Linked DNA regions of Rattus norvegicus: region 1 is linked to region 2. Evidence: chromatin contacts called from public Hi-C data. All regions are on one chromosome and are shown on one strand. The core of a region is the stretch at or near the end of the contact, and the rest is flanking DNA. Distances in the headings are between cores, read along the strand shown.

Evidence for each region. A called contact is a pair of places that touch in the nucleus more often than the background predicts.
Region 1: a contact with region 2 is called in a Hi-C map of liver, with 2.2 times the contacts expected there. The contact joins two enhancer-like sites. A contact is called at or near these places in 2 of 12 Hi-C or Micro-C datasets (both in liver).

What each region holds. Positions count from the first base shown.
Region 1 is chr11:89,859,950-89,864,249 of GRCr8, forward strand. It overlaps a transcript of Lpp not described here. Among named protein-coding and RNA genes, the nearest start is that of Lpp, 57 kb to the left of the region's middle. Within about 2 kb of position 3,017, at least 5 of the 93 cell types and tissues checked have an H3K27ac peak or open chromatin away from gene starts, as enhancers often do. A contact at or near this core is called in liver, where this site is marked.
Region 2 is chr11:89,792,220-89,796,563 of GRCr8, forward strand. All of the region lies in intron 1 of Lpp (LIM domain containing preferred translocation partner in lipoma), which reads right to left. Among named protein-coding and RNA genes, the nearest start is that of Lpp, 11 kb to the right of the region's middle. Within about 2 kb of position 3,067, at least 5 of the 93 cell types and tissues checked have an H3K27ac peak or open chromatin away from gene starts, as enhancers often do. A contact at or near this core is called in liver, where this site is marked.

The sequences.
Region 1 (4,300 bases), core at 1,767-4,266, 68 kb after region 2:
CAGCTATGTTTTCCTCTGTCTTGGTCTTCCGGGATACTAATAACCTTGACCTGATTTTAAATCTCTGGTTTCCATTAACTTTGAGAGAAGTGATTACGAAGACACCATGGGAACCCAAGCCGTCTATAAGATAAGATGACCTGCTGAGCCTGTTTTTATGAGAAGACTATTTTGGTAGGGAAAAGAGACGGATGCCCTGGAAAGAAACTCTCTGCCAGACAGAAGGTATTGGCTGAGGTTTCCTGTCTGATCCTCACAGCAATGTTGTGCATCGGCTCTCTATTCCTAATGCAAATGTTATTCATAACTACACAGACATACTGGCTGAGCCAAGAAATACTGATTTATCCCACATCTCAGGACATATCATGACCCAACAGAAGCAGCACTTCCCTGAAATATAGCAGAAGGGACAGGGCAGAGGCTCCGGGAATCAAGTTTGACCTACTTTGACCTAATCTGTTTCTGGAATAGGAGAGAGGTTAGAAACAGAAAGGAAAGGATGCCTAAAGGTTGCACAGAACCATTACAAAGAGACAGGCAGGCTGGGTGGGAGAAAAGGAAATGGTAAGAGGAATTTCATGAATTCTCCCTTCACTGCATAGATCTGCCCCCTCCCCAGCCCTGGCATCTCACCTACACAGCTGAGGGCTCAAGCAAGAATCCCAGTCATTTCCACCCAGAGCAGCCCTGTCTGCTGACGAAAGCCAAAACTGTAGAGGTGGGAAAGAACAGCATTAGCTGAAAGCTGTGATCCTCCTCCCAAGACTTGGGCCAATTTTGGATTCTGTGCCGTTGTGCATCGATGTTTTCATGAAGGGTTTCAAATGGAAATTTCCTCTAAAGAGTTTCCCCAGCAAACTGATCTATAAAGATGCTGGGTTTATTCCAGTAGCTCCCTGCAACCCCCGATTCTCATCTTGACATGTCATATGTAACCTGGAAGCCTGGAAGCAGCAGTCCCTAAGAGTCCCATACAGCGCACATTCTGGGATCACATCACATGATTCCCTCCCATTGCCCATGGGCTGGCTATAGGGATACTCATCTAACAAGGAGGAAGCAAGGAATTGTGGCTTCCAATATGGAAACCCTTCTGACACCCAGAGAAGCCAAATGCCTTGGGAGCTTGCTCCATGGACAGATCTGCACAGCCAGAGTGGAGGCTCTTACAACAACCTGAGGGGAGTTAAATACACTGTGATCATGTGACTGGGCTTTGTGGAGGATTTCCCCCATTTGGAGCCTTCAGAGGAATCTACAGGGATAGAAAAACTCACTTGCGACCTCATGAGAAGTCCCGTGGGCACCATCAAAGCTGCAGAAACGATGATTCAAAAGATGTTTCTTGTTGAGGCTGATAATTTGGGGGTAATGGTGCACAGGAACAGCAACTGATAACACTGCGTCAGAGTGAGAAATGTTCAAATTCTGGAAAACTTCAATGGTTCTCTTCACTAAATCTATTTTAAGCCTAAGAAGCAGACCACCAAAGGTTCAGCATCGGGAACTCTTGAAAGAAGTGCTCAGGAACACAGAAATGCTTGCTGGCTCTGAGAGCAGACCCAGGCACACCCTGGCCATGCACACATTCTGTAAACTTAACACCAGTATATAAAGAGTCACTGCATCACCTTTTGCTGCAGCTTCTGGTTAGAGAAAGGAGGGCACATGAAATTCTGACCTGTAAAGACTTTGATGTTATCTACACCCACTCTCAGATACTGACCAACCTCCATGGCCCAAACTATGGCCATGGGCCCCTCTACCATCCACCCATGCTTAAGTTAGAGATCAACCCCCCTTCCTGGAGACTTGCCCTACAGTCCCAATTCTCTCCACCCTCCACCCCCTTTTGTCTAAGTCCTATGAGATCTGTAGCTGTGACTAATTTACCTTGATCTCCCAACCATAAACCTCTCACAAGGCATCAGCATACATACGAACGCTATGAGAGATTCCCATTGTGTATGACAGTCTTCTCTATGCCCCCTCCCTCAAAGCTTCTACAGACCGGGGAGCATGCCTAACCCACCACAGTAGCTTAAGGAGCCTGCGATGGGGCTGCACAGGTAACACAGGGCCAGACAATTTGCTGACCATATACAAAGCCACGGCGGGTTCAATCTCCAGGACTCTCCCCTGTAGGACGAAAAAGGAACTCTGAAGTTGGCTAACTTTTTGACAAATACTAGAGTCAGGAAAGAAAATAAGGTCATACGTTCTACCAGAAGTAGTTGTTTGGCAACGGTCCATAAAGGACCTTCCACCCATCCTTCCACCCATTCACACAGGCATCAGACGCCTGCTATCAGAGTAACCCAGTGAGAAAGAACTCTTACAGCTCTCCTAGGACCACGCCAAGGAGAGAAAGGGGCACCCCCCACTGCACCGGAAGCCAAGAGAAAATACTGTGGAACTAGGAGGAAGGCTGAGAAGAAATGCCTTTATCTTTTCTTTAATGGACAGCAGTCATGGTCCCTACAAGACCACCCTGCTACATAGAGACCCACAGACTCGGGGAGACTGTGTGGGCCTCAGTTCACACTTACTAAGTCCCCTTATAATTTGTGAAACAAGTAAATAAAAACGAAAGCTGGCTTAGCAGATGGTGGCAAATGTTCAGAAACCAGCTGGCCAAGTAACCGCAGGGAGCCAAGACACACACCTCTAACAGAAATGACCAACGCTTTGCTTCCGGCAGAGATTAATACCTGGGAGCTCTTAAAACCAAAACGGAAATATTAAAACTGAAAGTCCTTGGCTGCGACAATTGTACGTTGATATCCAAAGAGGGAAATAATTTCCTTCCTGACTCCCACTGGGCCAGGCATGCTTGGGGCAGAAGGTGTGATTATAGGAACAAACAAAGCAAGAATAATCCCAAAGGCTAGACTACAGCCTCTCTGGGTCTCCGAGTACTGAGCCGCCGAGCCACATGGATCTCTGCATCTACCTCCCCGTACCTCTTACTGCTCTATGGTCAAGTTTAATGATTAATAAAGCTCCAGATCCAGTTTCCTTCCAAGACCAGGACAAGTTAATCCTCATTTAGTCCTGGGGAGGACAGTGCCTCGGTCTAGGGAAGGATGAACGCCAAGCATAAATACTACACACTGGGCATAGTGCCGTATTCTTAACCTGTACAGGATCCTCTGGTCCAGTTTGAATCTCGAAGGAAGCAAACAATCGCAACAGCCTGTCATGAATGACTAGGCCACACTTGATAAATTACCGCCAACCTGCTTGCACAAACCAAATATAAGGAGCAGGCAAGACAATCAGTGCTCCCTAAAATCCTGATACTGGGGAACATGCAAACAAAGCAAGGCTAACACTTAGCAGGCTTTGTGCGTTGTGTTACCCATCCTGCCATCCTCTCCCTCATCACGGTGACTGACGCCACACTGCTGGCACAAGCCTCTTTCAGTGCTGTGACTTGTTTAACCCTCAAAACATCATGCTGTCCAGCCTTATCTGCAGTACAATCCCTGGAACTACTCAGCAGATCCTGCCAGTACCTGCTAGAGTCCCCCTGGGCAAGGGGACACTCGCATCCTTCAGACTTATTCTTCTAGCCATGAAAATGTGTCGCCTGCCTTTTATGCAGAGATCCCAGCAGACTACCAGACACACAAACACTGTCCTTCCATGCTATATCCTTGAAGTGACCCTGACAGGTCGTGTGTGTGTGTGTGTGTGTGTGTGTGTGTGTGTGTGTGTCCCAGCACCTCCCTCTTCTAATCGCACTCTTGTAAGCATTGCCTTAGTACAGAGTGCAGCTGCCTAACATCTCTTTTGGAAGATGAGTCGAGGTCTGAGGCATAGATGGTACTGTAATAAGACTGAAAACAAGGCTTCTGGCCCTTTCTCCCCAACAGTACACTTGCTGTGAGCAGCCAATCACCTCTCTGAGTGGCTGCCATGAGGTCGGAGTAGCACAGCCTCTGGTCCATATTCCAAGTAGCACAATGTGCAGTAACGGAGACCTCTACCTAGGGCAGCAAGGTTCACTCTCCTCCAAAGAGGAAAGCAGATGCCTCTAGCCTGCTCGCTGGACAGCTATGCAGGTAGGTATTCTCAGCCTGGTCACTGGACAGCTACCTCCCAACAGTAAGACAAATAGCTTGAGGAAGATAAAGCCAACAACACGAAAAGGGCAGACTGAAGAACAGTGCAGAGGATCGGAGCTGGAGTCCTGCTCCGGCTGAGCCTGAAGCCACCTCCCCTTCAAACCAGGTCTTCTGAGTATGCAAGGCCGCACTTCCACCCTGTTCTCAGTAACCTACAGGAAGGGCAT
Region 2 (4,344 bases), core at 1,817-4,316:
AGCTGGGTAAATCGTTTCTTTGGTAAAGCGTCAAGCATGAGGACCTATGGTCAGGTCCCCAGAATGTTAAGTATGACACTGTGCTCCATGTCTCCAGCACTAGACAGAGTTGCCAAGCCAGTCAGATCCCCAAGGTTCACAAGACAGTCGGTCTCACCTAATGAGTGGATCCAGAGTCACTGAGAGAGCTCATCTCAAACGGTGAGGTGGTATAATATCAAGGAAAGATACCTTACGTTCACCTCAGCCCTCCAGATGCATGCGCACAGGCAGACACACAGACACACAGACACACAGACACACACACACACACACACACACACACACACACAAAGTACACACACTACCCACATCCAGCACAACATGTACAACTGAAGTCCCATGAATCATATATAAAATATATGAATTGAGAATCAGACACAGACAACCAAAAAAATGTGCAAAATGAAACCAGGTGAAACAGGAGTTATTGAAATTTAAAAAGGAACATATGCATCTAAGTCAATAAAACCAAGGTAAAACCAAAGAAAAGGCAAAATTTGATTTTTTAAAATAATTAACTTTGCCTACATCAATCAAATGGGGAAGCAGATGAATAATACAAAAAGCTATAGACTAACATTATTAGATGTAAATAAAGGGATACTAAGGACGCACAAAACAGCCTCAAGAAACAAACTCTACATAAAAACCTGAAATAGACAGGTTTCCTAAAATCCAACAAGAGGGTCACAGAACACATGCATACCAAGTCTATTTATCGTGAAAGAGATACTAAGTTTTTAAAGAGACTCCACACACACACACACACACACACACACACACACACACACCCCACAGACATATCAAGTTGAGAAAGCTTCAGAGGAAATTCGATAACATTTTTGAGGAATGTGTTGTATGTATGAATATGTTAAAATTACTTTTAAAAAGAGGAAAAAAAAAAACCCTTGATTAGCTTACACTATTTTAAGCACGACACTGATGTTAAAACTTGAAAATGTTAATAAACGCATACTTTCACAGAACTTCCAAGCAATCTAACATAAAAGTTAATACAAAAATCACTTAAAAATTGCTAACTCCTAGAGTCTTGATACACACACACACACACACACACACACACACACAGAGAGAGAGAGAGAGAGGCATGCGTGCACATGCACAAAATTTCTGACTAAATATGAGAATATCGTATCTGAAATTTTATTTATATATCACAGCAAATGTACAGAATAAAAAATAGCCATTTTCTTGAAATGTATGCTTTCCATTTTTAAATGAAAAAAAAAACATCAAAAAAGATTTAGATAGGCATTTCAGATCAGCTTCAGTTTTAAAATAAAAACTCTCAAAATAAGTGTGCATGCTTTTTAACATGCTATCTATGCCAGAAGCCACCATCCGAATTAATAACATTTCCACTGAAGTCAAGTGCAGGAGGATGTTTACTCTGACTCTTATGGCAAGCATCAAGCATACTCTTCTAGAGATAACAAGAAGACTGGAGCAAACCCACAGCATTCTAAAGGTAGAAAGAACGGTAAATTAACAGTTTGGAACGGATGATGTGATAGCTTCAACATAGAGAGATCTACCTAAAAATGTTCCAGTAAAGTAAAAATTTAATAAAATGGCTCAGAAGAAAAGTTAGTATACAGAATCCAAGGATTTACACATACGTACATATTCATACATGCATACGTACATACAATTAAATAGTAGAATGAATCATTTTCATTATAACAGGCAGAAATACCTAGGAAGGTAAACATGTAAGAAGCATTCGGGGTCTATGTGAAGAAATATATACATGCTCCTGGGAACATGTCAGATTTCGTGGTGACGGTACTCAGATATAAAACACTCGCCTAGCGATCATGTGACACCGGGCTCGATCCGTAGCATCGCAAAAAAAGATTTTAAAGACAGAAAAATAACTAACGCATTATAATGCTCAGTTTACATGGTTACTGAGTAAGTGAAAAGCGTTTCCCATAAAAATATCAGCAGAGAGTTATTTTTAGGACTAGACAAGTTTATTCTAAAGTTCATGGAAAAATAAGCAGGGACCAAAAGCAAAGAATTTCCTGGAAAAATAACTAGAGAGTGAGGTGACCCCATCAGGTACTAAAGTACATTATCCATCTGTGAAAGGTCAGAGTGTGGTGCAAGAGGTGACAGCGCCAGGGACGAAAGATTGAAACTGCCCTGCATCCTTCCAAGCATGAAGAGCGAGTGCTTGGATCTGAGAGGTAGCTCAGGAGTTCAGAGCACTGGCTACAATCCCAGAGGACTGGATCGATTCCCAGCACTCACAGAGCGGCTCAAATCTGTAACTCCAGTTCCAGGAGATCAGACACCCTCTTCTGGCCTGTCACAAGAAGTATGCATGTTTTAAACACAAGATATATGATTCATGGTTCATAGACATACATGCGACCAAAACACTCACATACAGTAAAAATTAATTAGCTCAAATTTCAAAAATAAAAAATGATAAGTATTTATGCATTGAAGAATATACATGAAGAAAACACAGCTTTTGTTTGTGTTAAAAAAAATTTTTTTAACTTATTTACGTGCACGTCTGTGTGCCTGCATCAGTTCCGGTGGTCTTGAGGCCAGAAGAGGAACTGAATCCCCTGGAGCTGGTGGTTCTAAGCCACCTAGCCAGAATGCTAGGAATGAAACCCTGAGGCTTCTACAAGAGCAGTGAGTAATCTTAACAACCGAGTCTTCTCTGCAGCCCCAAAGATGACATTTTAATAAATGCAGGGAAAGTGGATTCACAGACTCCTTCACACGCACTGCTTGGAAATTAGGCTATAAAAGAGAATATCAACAGTGCTGCCTCTATCTTCTGACTTTACCAAAGTACGATTTCAGTGAAAGGCAGGGAGAAGGAGGAAGAGAAGAAAATAGATAAAAGGCCAAATAGAAAGAAAGAAAGAAACACAGGGCAAATGTTTAATAATAAAAAAGGACAGAAGAATTTCTAAGTGGCCTCCAACAGTCTGGCTTGTGAAATCTGCAAGTAAAATTGCATATTCTTTTTTAGTGACGTGTTGCAGCCGCCCCACAGATAAGGAGTTAATGTTTGTTGGCTACTTGGTAGATTGTGACACTGCATGGGTCTAGCCCACTGCTTTTGGCAGGCTAAGCAAGCAGGAATCTGCTGCTGAGATATTGTCTCAGGACACACACCCCCAATTTCCACTACAGTAATCCAAAAGCAACCTCTCAATAACCAACGAAAAGTCAATCAAAGGGCAGCTGCCAAGAAGGAAAGGTTACGTAGGTAAAGGTACAGCCTATGTAAAATTATGTTCAAATTCACTGGTAAACAGAAATTCAAATAAAAACAAGGTAGCAAGCACATATTAGCAACTGATACACAAATGACATATGCAAAATATGTATGACGACACAGTAAGGCAAGGTGGGAAACAATGTTTGCTACATTCCTTTGTAGAGACCTTATATATGGTGCAGAATGCACACATTACATGGACGTCAATGCTGGAGAGTGTGTGTGTGTGTGTGTGTGTGTGCGCGCGCGTCCTATTCAGTTCTGGATGGGTACTTAGGAATTAATAAGGATTTGTCTTTCCTAGTGAGAGCGAACAAACAAAAAAGGAAATTTTTCTACAGATTTGATTTTAGTTCATTCTGTATTCTTTGTTGCTTATTAAAAATCGACTCTCTGTTTTCTTTTAAGAAAGACTGGTCACTAAGACACTCATGGATACATCGAAAGCAGAGCAAGGAGAGCGGCGACACAGACTGCAGCTTCCAGTTCTCTACAACCTATCTGGTACCAGAACGAGCATGAGCCACATCAGCTGAAAGCCTCTGAGGCTGCTTAATAGTTGTGACAATTGGGAAGTTCTTTATTCTCCCAGCACCTCAGCTGCTACAGGTGCGAAGAGCAAGCTAAAGTTGCAGAGCTACAAGCTACTGTGAAAATCGAGTAAAATACCCATGCCTAACCCAAGGATTGGCAAGAAATCTATGTTCGGTAGCTAATTTCCTGTCCTTTGAGCACTTGGGTTGGTTGGGGGAGGGGAGGCAACGCCACACAGCCAGACAGAACACCCTGCTCAGCTTCTCTTCCCACTGGCATTCTGTCCAAGATCCTCAGGAAGTAAAGGTCAATAAGTAATTACAAATTCTAACTATCCATCTGAGAAGAGCTAGCAAACATCTGGATAGGGGAGCCCCCTAAGTTTAAGTCACTAGGTAGAAGGACAGAAACCCACACCAATTGACCTCTCCACCCCATGCTGCCAACTTCTCACAATGTAAGAGACCAGAAGATGAGACTCCTTCCATCACAGCAAA